Regions from separate parts of the Sus scrofa genome. Here region 2 is linked to region 1. A link is a contact called in public HiChIP or PLAC-seq data. All regions are on one chromosome and are shown on one strand. The core of a region is the stretch at or near the end of the contact, and the rest is flanking DNA. Distances in the headings are between cores, read along the strand shown. Region 1 holds the start of LIMK1 (LIM domain kinase 1). Region 2 holds the start of CLIP2 (CAP-Gly domain-containing linker protein 2).

Evidence for each region. HiChIP or PLAC-seq counts read pairs in DNA pulled down with a chosen protein or histone mark.
Region 2: an H3K27ac HiChIP or PLAC-seq map of alveolar macrophages shows a contact between it and region 1. The contact joins the promoter of CLIP2 here to the promoter of LIMK1 in region 1. A contact is called at or near these places in 1 of 5 promoter capture datasets (fetal skeletal muscle), 2 of 47 Hi-C or Micro-C datasets (embryonic fibroblasts and skeletal muscle) and 1 of 2 datasets of contacts at active chromatin or transcription factors (alveolar macrophages).

The regions. Positions count from the first base shown.
Region 1 is chr3:11,251,442-11,254,141 of Sscrofa11.1, reverse strand. LIMK1 (LIM domain kinase 1) reads right to left here and starts at 1,322. Exons shown (of 16, transcript XM_021086335.1): 1 at 1,197-1,322. The coding sequence starts at 1,251.
Region 2 is chr3:11,418,036-11,420,751 of Sscrofa11.1, reverse strand. CLIP2 (CAP-Gly domain-containing linker protein 2) reads right to left here and starts at 1,306. Exons shown (of 16, transcript XM_021086342.1): 1 at 999-1,306.

The DNA of each region.
Region 1 (2,700 bases), core at 73-2,572:
GGACAGAGCTATGGAAGGCCTGGCTATGCCCTGGCCTAACAAGGGGCCAGGGCCACAGGGCTGAGCAATCCCAGACACCTGCTCCGGGGAGGCCTGGCACCTGGTCAAGCTGGCCTCTAGGCATGCTTAGTCATCCTTAGGGCCTGGCACCCTTGGGGCTGGGTGGGCCCTAGAGATCCCCCAGCTTGCCCCTTCCTGTTATACAGATGGGGAGACTGAACCCTGGAAAGGGTAAGGCTGGCTGGGTCACTAGCCAGGCTCCAAGACCCTCCAAGAGGACCTAGAGACCCAGGGGCTACCATAAGGTGGGCCCCTGCTCCAAGTGGGCCTTCACAGACCTGGGGGAAGGCTGGCAGGAGTCCTAGGAGAGGGCAGGGCTGGAGGGGCCAGCACAGTAGGATCTTTGTTGGAACAGGAAGGCCTATGAGGTGGCTCAGCAACAGAAAGCTGGGAAAGAAGACCCCATGGAGGGAATCTGGGGTGGGGGGGCTTCATACCCTAACTGTCCTGCAAGGCCAAGGCTTGGGGCCCAGTAGGGGCAAGGGACGCTAGAGGACGCTATTATGAGTCATCCTCCCAGCCAAGACTGGCAGGCACTAGGTTTGGTGCAGAGAGAGGGGTTGGGGGCCCCAGTACACAGCCAAAGGTTCCATGCAGGCGCACCTCTGCTCTGCCCACCCGGCTCCCAACAACGAGGACCGGGGCCCAACTGTCCAAAAGGGTAAACTGAGGCCTGGCCGGTAGCGCCTGGCTCAAGGTCACGAGTCGGCCAGGCGCGGGGCTGCGCCTCGGACCCAGAACTGCGGCTTCCCCAGCATCTCTTCTTTCCCAAACGGGCTAGAGAATGGGTAAGGGCTGGGCAGGCGGTGCTAGGGATTCCTCCGGGGTGGTCGTGGGTCGGGGGATGGGAGAAGGTAGGGATGAAAGGGAGGAGGGGCCCTCCGCCCGCGGGAGGGCAGCCCACCCGGGCGAGGAGGGGGAAACGGGATGGGAGCGTATCAGGGAGGGGCCTACGGGCTTCGGAAGGACGAGCTCATCCCGGAGGACACAGGGGCGCGGCCCGGCGGCAGACCCGGCCTCCACGGCGGCCCGGCCCGGCCCCCTCCCGTGCCCCCCGCTTCCCCGTCTTCCCCCGCGCGGCGCCCCCGCCCGCCAGGCCCCGGGGTCGGCGTCCCGCCGGCCAGCGCCCCGCGCACCTTCCTCTCCCATACGTTCTTCCCTCCAGGTGCAACAAAGTAGCGTCAACCTCATGCACTCGGCGGGGGGCGGGGCCCGGCGGGGCTGGGGCTGGGGGCGGCCCGGGCCCGGTGCGCTCGCCCGCAGCCGCCACCGCCGCCGCCGCCGCCGCCGGCCCGGGAGGCGGGGGCGGAGAGCGCGGGCCGGGCCGGAGTGGGCTCGGGGCTCGCGGCGCCGCCGCCGCCTCTCGGACACCGGCACCGGCTCCGCGCCGCGGCGGCCTGGGCACCAAGCGGAGGGGCGGGCCGGGGCGGGGCCTCGGAGCTGCGGCACGGGGGCGGGGCGGGGCGCGGGCGAGCGGCGGATCTGCCCTGCGCGGCCCCGCCCCGCGCCTTCAGCGGCGCCCCGCCCCGCCCGGCCCCGCTCGGCTCGGCTCCTGCTTTCATTCATCTTTCCTGAACGGCAATTCTCTGCTCGGCGCCCCCGAGCCAAGCGGAAAGCTGCGGCTTAGGTGGGATACGTGCTCTGATTCAGCGACAACCTAGGGGATGTAGAAACTCCAATTAGGGGCCTCAGTTTCCCCGCGGGGAGCGCCTCTGACCCCAAGCCTGCTGGATAGAACCTAGAACCGAGACCTGACCCGGAGGAGAAGTTCTGGACCCTGAGGACCGTAGTGGTTGCCTCAGGGAGGGGCGCCTGCCAGGTCCTCTCCCTCTCTGAGGCCTGCCAGTGAAGGCAGGCTCCGGCAGGGACGGGGGGAAGGAGATGGCCACGTTTCAGGCCCTCACCAGCTAGGCAGGGGCGCTAAGGGAGCAGGACCTTGGGGAGGATGTGACACCTGAGCTCAGGGATTTGCTTCTCCTAGTGCTGGAGACCGGGAGCTGGCGCCGCCCTGCCCCTGGTTCAGGGGGCACAGCTGGATGGGGTTTTGGCTGAGTGAAGTGGCCAGAGGAATTGGGCGGTCCCTAAAGCACACGGTGCTCAGTCCAGCACTGGGAGCCTGGAGCACCCCGCCAACAGCTGAAGAATCTACAACTAACCCTTACAGAATGGACTTGTGGCCACAAAAGATTCTTGAAAAGAAGCCAGAGATTGGAGTTCCTGTTGTGGTGCAGTGGTTAACGAATCTGACTAGGAACCATGAGATTGCAGGTTTGATCCCTGGCCTTGCTCAGTGGGTTAAGGATCTGGCGTTGCCGTGAGCTGTGGTGTAGGTCGCAGACGCAGCTCGGATCCCACATTGCTGTGGCTCTGGTGTAGGCCGGTGGCTACAGCTCTGAGTAGACCCACTAGCCTGGGAACCTACATATGCCCTGCGAGTGGCCCTAGAAAAGGAAGAAAAAAAAAAAGGCAGAGATTGAAGACTGTGAGACTAGCGAAGAGGGAGTTCCTGTTGTGGTGCAGGGGGTTAAGAATCTGGCTAGTATCCATGAGGACGCAGGTTTTTTTTTTTTTTTTTTTTTTTTTTGTTGTTGTTGTTGCTATTTCTTGGGCCGCTCCCGCGGCACATGGAGGTTCCCAGGC
Region 2 (2,716 bases), core at 57-2,556, 170 kb before region 1:
TCCTCCTCTGCCCGCGGCCCTAGGCTACCGCCACCCCACTCGTCGCTGGGGCATCTTACAGGGGTGAGGGCAGCCCCCTCACCTCGGACCCCCATTTTTCATCCGGAAGAGAAAGGTGGCATCTCAGAGGTTGGAGGATTCGCAGCTGGGTGTGTGACTCCCCCCAACCAAAATGTCCCTTTTGCCCATCCTTCCCAGGGTGGCTCTGGAGCTTGCGTGGCAGTGCCCAGTGGGCATCCGCCCTGCCCAAGCCCCGCCTGAAGGACCCAAACAACGGGCGGGCCCTGGAGGCCAAGTGAAGCATCCTCCGCGCGCGCGGCCACGGCCCCTCCCTGTGGGGAGGGCAGAAAATGTGCTGCCTCACCAGCCACGAGCGCCAGCTTTGGGGGGGGCCACCCCTGCGGGAAGCCGCCCCATCCCAGTCCCCCCTTAGCTCCTTCTGCCAGGCACTTTAACCAAGTTTCGCAAAGGGCATCGGTCAGGCGGCCAGGCGACCCCAACCGGCGGGGCGGGGGCTTCGTGTCGCCCCAGACCCCTCTGGAGAAGGGCACCGAGTGGCCGCGCCCACTGGGATCGGCTCTCCCACGCCTGGGAACCCAGAGCCGTATGGCACGTTCAGCCACCCGGCGCTGCCCTTGGGAGAGGGGAGCCAGGTGAAAGCAACCCCTCAGCATTTGCGCCGAACCCCCGCTGGGGGCACAGAGCGTGCGGGTGATGCCTTCACCGAGGGGACCAGCAGCCAGAGAAGGGTTCCCCAACGCCAGCAACGCCCCCTCCTCGCCTGCAGGCGACAGGGAAGTTGGGGGTGCACCCTAGGACCAGCTCCCGCTCACGCCCACCCACCGCCCCCGACCCTTCGGCCTCTCCCACGCCCCGACAACGCCTCCGGGCCGGCCACCCCGCTTCGGACCAGGCCCGGGCTGCCACCGCCTCCCCATCCTCCGGTCCTTTGTTGCCCGGCGAGCCCCCTCCCTCGGGGTCCCTCCGGCTGCTCCTACCTTCGCCCCTCGAGCATCAGGCTGAGCAGTGGGCGGCCGGGCGCCCGGCCCTCTCCTCTCCCGGCCCGGGTGCCGCGGGGGCAGAGGATGCTGCGGCCCCTCCCGGCGCGCCGCTGCCCACCGGCTGCAGCCCCTCCTGGCGCCGAAGACTCCGCGTTCGCGCGGCGGGCCCCGGCCTCGCGCCGCGTGTGGGGCGGGCCGAGCGGCGGCGGCGGCGGAAAGGCGGGAGGCGCTGACCCAGGCAGCCCCGGACGCCGCCTGCGCTCCCCGCGACAGAGCCGAGCGGAGCTGAGCGGGAGCGGAGCGAGCGGCCCGGCTCCGGGAGGGAACAAAAGGGGCCGGCGCTGGGGCGGGCGCGGGAGGGCGGGGCCTGGCGCGGCGGGGGTCAGGCGAGCGATCGCGCGGCCTCGCGTTTCTCGGGCCGCGGCGCGGCGCCGCAAGGGGGCGGGCGGGCGGAAAACGCCGCCGAGGCTGGTCCACCGCTCCTAGCGGCGGGCGGTCAACCGCGCGGCGCCCGAAGCGCGCCAGCCCCCACCTCGGCGCTGGGCACCTATTGGGGCTTCAGTCGTGTTTAGCGAAAACACATCCTCCAGCCTTGCTCTGCTCACAGGGGTGTCTCAGACCAGGGGAGGCGGAAGCTCTGGAAGCTGCGGAGAGGGAGGAGAGGTTCCTGGAGTTTCCGGGAAGGCTTCACAGGGGAGGTGACGTTTGAACTGGACAGGAAGGGATGAGGAGGGAACAGCGTCGCTGCGGTGCGAACTCCAGGTCTTCCTGAGCTGTCCGGAGGCCAGAAAGGGTGGGGACGAATGGCACCAGTGTCTTGGTGATTTGCTCCGGACACGTGTTTGGAAAAAGTGGTACCCGGGATCCAGACTGAAGCCTGTACCCTCCTCCCCGGGCAGAAGCTGTCTCCAGCGATTTGGGAAGATTGACACAGCCATCCGCCTGCCCGCCCTGGACAGCTCAGGGGCAGAGACGAAGCGGCAGCCCAGGAATGGGAAGGAACTGAATCCCAGCACCCAATGTGCCTGGCTGTGTTTGGCGGCTGTGCCTTTGTTCTCCCCCTCCCCCTGGCTAAGCTAACCTCAGTTCCTTTCCCCTAGATGGTTCCCCCCTTTCTCTTTTGACAAATCATCCTTCCCCTTCAAAGCCCATCTCAATTTCACCTCCATCCCCCGTGAGCATGGGCCTGTGGGTGTGGTGGGGGAGGCCCGGGCTGTACACCAACTGTTGTTTTTATGCCCTTAAGGCACCCAGCCCAAGTGCCTGGCCCAGGGTCGACACTTGTTGAATGGATGAATTTGCTAAATTGCCACCAACCAGCCCTCTACAACCCTGGTATCCAGAACCTTTGAGAAATGAGCTAACCTCTTGGAACTCAGTTTCCCCAAGGATAAAGTGGGGATGGTGCCTCCAACAAACAGGTCATGGGATTGATGACAGAGGCTGGGCACTGGACCAGCCCTAAGGAGGCCCCCGGTGAGTGCGGGGAGCCAGACCTGGAGACCAAGGCGGGAGGAGGGTGAGGAGTGAGCCCAGCGGAGGGCGGGCTTCGGGAGGAGGGGTCGATGGGATGGGAAAGGAGCGGGAGGGCTGTGTTCGGGAAACCGGAGGTGAATTGTTCCAGGCCTCCGGGATGCAAGGTCTTGCTACTAAGAAATAAGACCTGAAGCAAAGTGCAGTGGTAAGAATCCAGCTCCGTCGCCTACTAGCTAATG